Regions from separate parts of the Mus musculus genome. Here region 1 is linked to region 2. The links are chromatin contacts, called in public Hi-C maps. All regions are on one chromosome and are shown on one strand. The core of a region is the stretch at or near the end of the contact, and the rest is flanking DNA. Distances in the headings are between cores, read along the strand shown.

Region 1 (2,700 bases), core at 168-2,667, 340 kb before region 2:
TGTCCAGCAAGTGTAGGTCCTGTGAGTGGGAGGAAGGAAGTGGGACTGAGAGGAGGAGGCAGAGAGATGGCTGGAGGAGAACTACGACACCAAAGGTTTCCTTTATAAGCAAATGTAGATGAAATAAAAACAGTTGATGTGCACTCATGTACACAAATATAATTTCTGTGTGTGTTGAGGGGGAGAGGTAGAGATGGATGTACTTTGGGGATAAATGGGTGTGTGCTACCATGCACGAGGAGGTCAGAGGTCAACTGTGTGGAGTCAGATCTCTTCCTCCACGTTTATTTGGGTTCGGGGGATTGAACTCAGGTTACCAGACTTGCACGGTACACCTTTTTCCCACTAAGCCATGTTACCACCACCACGCCTCATTTTTGCAACAGGGCTTCACCATAACAGTGGCTGTCCTGGAAGTCACTGTGTAGAGCAGGCTGGCCTCAAACTCTGCCTGCCTCTACCTCCCAAGTGCTAAGATTAAAGGTGTGTGCCAGTATACCTAGGTCTGTCCTACTTTTTGTTTAAATTAGCCAGATATTCATGTATTTATTTCACAGAATGCTCAATGTGGTCTAAGCCAAAAACAGAAGCTAAAGCAACATTCTGATTGGGGGAAAAACCCACAACCATTCCACATTATCAACAGCTAAAGGAACCTCTGTCCATATCTCCATGCATAACTACTGTCATGGCTGGCTTTCTATTTTTTCCCTTGTCAACTTGACACAAGCTAGAGTGACCTGGGAAGAGGAATTAAAACGCCTCCGCCAGCTTGTCCCTAGGCAGGTCTGCAGTGCGTTTTCTTGATTAATGATTGGTGTGGGCCCATCCTAGCCCAATGTTGGCAGTGCTACCCCTGGACAGGTGGTCCTGGGATGTGTAGGAAGCAAACCAAGCAAGCCAAGGAGAGCAAGCCAGGAAGCAGCACCCCTTCATGGCCTCTGCTTCAGTTCCTGACTCCAGGTTCCAGCCTTGATTTCCCTCCATGATACACTACAACTGTAAGATGAAACAAACCCTTTCTTCCCCAAATTGCTTTGGTTATGGTCTTTTCCATAGTGATAGAAACCCTAGCTAAGATAACTACCCCTAACTTTATTATTCATACAAATATATTTGTATTACGACTTCTAAACAGTAATGAGCTCAAGCTGTCTCTCATCAGCTCTTCCTGGCCTGTGGATATTCTACAACCATCACTAGCAGTACTGAGTGGTGTTCCATGGCAGAGTCGCATACAGCTCTGAGTGACTGAGACCAGAATCTCGCATACAGAAACACAGTGCAGCGCCTCGAACTCCACTTCCTTCGCTGTCCGCTCTTAGCATTCATTCGGTGTCAGTCTTAACACTGGACTTCTCCTGCCTAGCAGGCAGGAGGGCTCTGAGATCTGCATTACAGGCATCTCCCTGAGCTCTTCTATTCTGGCTGCCTGCCACACTGCCACCTGCCCCTCCTTTGAATGTTTCCCTTCATGCAGCAAGAAGTGGGGAGAGAAGAGAAAGTGGCTTCCCTCGTTCCGTGACACCAGAACGGCTTACATTCAGGCAGTGGGCTTACACAAGAGGAAAAAGCACTGGCCCTGTCAGCAGGTGTGTGCTAACTGCAGCTAACTCATTTTGAGACCGAAAGAAAATTTCTCCTTTGCCTCCAAAATGAAAGGGTTGAGGGGCTGGAGACATAGTGTCAGAATGCTTGTCTAGCATTCAGGAAGCCCTTGGTTCAACCGACAGCACCACAGAACGCAGAGTAGCAGTAGCGGTGCACTCTTATAATCCTAGCACTCAGGAGGTGGAGGCAGGAGGATCAGAAGTTCAAGATCATTCTTGGCTACAGAGGGAGTTGGAAGCCGGCTTGGACTACGAGACTCCATCTTACCGCTAGCACTGAAACAGATGGAAGGAAGAAAGGAGGGGAAGGAGGGAGAGAAGAAAGGAGTGGGGGCAGGGTGGGGTAGTGAGGAAAGGAGGGAGGCAGAGAAAAGGAACGTTGCTGACTTGTTTTGTTTCAAAGATCCATTTCTTGTGGAGAATTGTGGATGACATCACAGAGAATCACAGGGATCACAGCTGGGGACAGAACAGCAGCGTGCAGTGAAGCTCAGCCCGACAGGGTCTAAGAGCCATTCAAGACGTATTTTAGGGCCAGGCGGTGGTGGTGCACGCACCAGCACTTGGGAGGCAGAGGCAGGCAGATTACTGAGTTCGAGGCCAGCCTGGTCTCCAAAGTGAGTTCCAGGACAGCCAGGGCTATACAGAGAAACCCTGTCTCAAAAAACCAAAAAAAAAAAAAAAAAAAAAAAAAAAAAGACGTATTTAGGAAGAGCCCAGCATCTACCCAGAAAATAGCATTCCTCTGGAGATCTGAGTTTCAACTGCCAAGTGTGACTTCAAAAAAAAAATGTGGGCCTGTGCAGAATGTCCTGTACTGCTCACTCTTCCGTGACCTATGGCAACTGACTGAACATCCCTGAGCTTTAATTTTCTCAACTCTCAAGTGATTCTCACCTGCATCCAGCACCAACTGAGAATGGCGCTATCACCAAGTAGCAGTAACCACGGCAACGCCATGGACACCCTCAGCTGCAATCATCTCCCCACATCCCGTTCCAGTCCAGCTTATCACCTCACACTGCCCCATCTTCAGGTCTAGTTCAGCTCATCACTACAGACTGGCCCCCATCTTAAGTCCCAGGCCCTT
Region 2 (2,700 bases), core at 99-2,598:
CGTTAGTCCCACTTTTAATGGTTTCTTTGTTGGTGGAGGAGTAAAGTTTTGGTTGATCTCTGCCAGGACAAAGGAGATGACGTGGCTCTGAACTTAATGAGGTCTCCTCTAACATCGTGGGCATGTTTTCATAGTGAAGGCAATGAACGAGAAAGAGAGAGAGAGAGAGAGAGAAAATACAAATACACCGTGAAAATATACGTTCCCAGGGTTATTCTTCCATTATGTGTATGTGTATGTGCACGTGCATATGTGAAGGTGCATGCAAGCATGTGGGTCTGCCCTATGTGCTGTGACTAGAGGCCAACCTTGAGTGTCCTTCCTCAGGAACCTTCCACCTTTGTTTGATACAGGGTCTCTCCCAGGCCTAGAATTTTTCCCAGTAGGTTAGGCTAGATGGATGGGAAGCTCCAAGGATCTGCTTGCTTCTGCCTCCCATCTCTCTGTCACTGGAATTAGGAGTTCTAAGCACAAGCCACCATGCCCAGCATCTTATGAGGATCCTGGGGATCTTAACTCAGGTCTTCATACTTGTGAATCAAACACTTGACAGACCCACCCATCTCCCCAACTCTGTGCTTGCTAATTTTGCATGGGCCAGAATATCATCACACAGCCAAGTTCAGTGGCTAAGGAAACAGACTGTCATTTTAAGAGGGGAGGAACTCCAAAGCTGCGTGTCAAAAGAAGCATTTTTTAAAATCTGCTTCCATGGATATACAGGTGTGTGCCTGCCTGTGTGATTGCAGCTGTGTCTATGTGTGAGCATGAATGTGCATAGGCATGAATGTGTGCACACGCATACATAACTGCTGTGTGTGCATACATGTGCTTTGTTGTATGTATGAGCAAATCCTAGAAGCTTTTCTGCTTGAGTGCCTGTAGATCTGAACCTTCCTGGGTAAGTGTCTTGTTTAATGGACCAATAAAGTGTACTGCCCTAACCCAGTGGGATTCTAGAATCTTTGGGTCTGTTAAACAAGGTTTTGTAGTCAGGAACCCAATGCAAGAACCAGCTCTGCTACCACCTGGGTGGGCAAGTGACTTCAGACCCAGCCTTCTGACCATGAGGTGGGATCACCACTTCTCAGGTTCCTTTTGAGTGTCCTAGGAAGTGACACACCAGAAGGAGGGACTCGGAGCACACAGTGCACTGGGCTGTGGTTAACTGTGAGACTGAGTGGGGGTGGCTGTGATTTCCCCCTCCTGACTCTTCTCTCTGCCCCACATGCTTGACCCCTTTCCAGAAGCTGAAACTGAAAACTGAAAGCAGCTTCACGTCTCTTAATGTGTTGTCATGGCAACCGCTGGCTCCTGCTCATGGCTCTGTCGCCCCCTCACTGTGGGGCTGGGGTGTGGAGGAGGAGACATGGACTCACCAGAAGTCTCCCTTCTTCTGAAGATGTGGGAGGTCTGGCCCTGTCCTTGTGGCAAACACCCTACTCCTCCCACTGACCTTCAGCCACAGTTCAGGGATACAGGGATGAGCTGTTCAGAGTTCTCTGGGCATCCTTAGCCGCGGTGGATTCCAGGCCTTGGCTCAGAAAGTGGAGTCAGGTCTGAGGCATCTTGGAGGGGGCAATACCTGCGCAGTTTCAAATCTCCCCTCTCCTCTCGGGCGACTAAGGAAGAGGCGCATCCCTGCAAGCACAACCACAGGTGTCTGAGGGTGCCGGAGCTGGAATAACCCAATCACAGACCTGCTGGGGCTGTAATCTGTCACTTCATTTGGTGACTCATGCCTTCACTTACTCACGGATGTGTTTGCTTATCCATTCAATTATAGACTCTTCCGTTCACATTTAAATAACCATGCCTTCCTCTAAGTACTCACTGCTCTGAGCAAACATCCATTACTACCTGAGCTCTGAGAGTCGGGGAGATAATTAAGGTATAGCCTCTGCCGCCCTGTAGGGGTTCCAGGGTGGGGTTTTCTAACTGTAACAAGAAGAGGAGGAGGAAGAGGAGGAAGAGGAGGAAGAGGAGGAGGAGGAGGAGGGAGAGGGAGGGGAGGAAGAGAAGGAAGAGGAGGAAGAGGGAGAGGGAGAATGAGAGGAGGAGGAAGAGGAGGAGGAAGAGGAGGGGGAGGGGGAGGAGGAGAAGGAGGAGGAGGGAGAGGGAGGGGAGGAAGAGGAAGAGGAAGAGGAAGAGGAAGAGGGAGAGGAAGAGGAAGAGGAAGAAGAGGAGATGCCCATGGATAGACTGGTATTTTATTCTTTACAAAAAAACCCAGTACTCTGTAAGAAAAATATTATGTACATAGTGGTACACTGTGGTCTGGGGAAATGTTCAGGTGCTAATATTCACCTCTAGGACTTGAGGGGGTCATTTTTAGGACCACAACAGACACTGCATCCATGGGTGCAGTTCCTCTCCGTGAAATGGTACAGTGCTTGCACAAAGCCCTATGAGGCCAGCAGAGCCCAGTCTCTCTGCCGAGGTGAGACCAGGGGGACTTTAGACTCAGCCACAGAGAGAGTTGAAAGTCAGCCTGGGCTATGATGACCTTGTATCAAACAAACATTTAAATAAGACAATAAGTGAGGTCCTTTTCATCTATGCTCTGGAACACCAAGGTTGCTTGCTGACTGTGACTAGGGCAGAGGCACAGGGCATCACATAGACTGGGAACATATGTATAACCCACCCATTCTCTCCTGAGTAAGCCACTGTCAGAAGTCTTTATCTAGTCCCACCCCC

The links. Hi-C and Micro-C count contacts between places; a contact is called where the count stands out from the background.
Region 1: a contact with region 2 is called in a Hi-C map of cortical neurons, with 7 times the contacts expected there. The contact joins two enhancer-like sites. A contact is called at or near these places in 2 of 39 promoter capture datasets (the 3T3-L1 cell line and hippocampal neurons), 2 of 15 datasets of contacts at CTCF or cohesin (hippocampal excitatory neurons and pro-B cells), 94 of 484 Hi-C or Micro-C datasets (the 3T3-L1 cell line, 3T3-L1-derived adipocytes, the AML12 cell line and 54 more), 6 of 115 datasets of contacts at active chromatin or transcription factors (PVALB interneurons, astrocytes, fibro-adipogenic progenitors and 2 more) and 2 of 9 other capture datasets (adipose tissue and liver).

The regions. Positions count from the first base shown.
Region 1 is chr6:114,691,613-114,694,312 of GRCm38.p6, reverse strand. All of the region lies in intron 7 of Atg7 (autophagy related 7), which reads right to left. Among named protein-coding and RNA genes, the nearest start is that of Gm52917, 42 kb to the left of the region's middle. Within about 2 kb of position 1,417, at least 21 of the 459 cell types and tissues checked have an H3K27ac peak or open chromatin away from gene starts, as enhancers often do. A contact at or near this core is called in cortical neurons, hippocampal neurons, neural progenitor cells and 1 more, where this site is marked.
Region 2 is chr6:114,347,004-114,349,703 of GRCm38.p6, reverse strand. No RefSeq gene overlaps it. Among named protein-coding and RNA genes, the nearest start is that of Gm38875, 49 kb to the left of the region's middle. Within about 2 kb of position 1,348, at least 42 of the 459 cell types and tissues checked have an H3K27ac peak or open chromatin away from gene starts, as enhancers often do. A contact at or near this core is called in cortical neurons, hippocampal neurons, neural progenitor cells and 1 more, where this site is marked.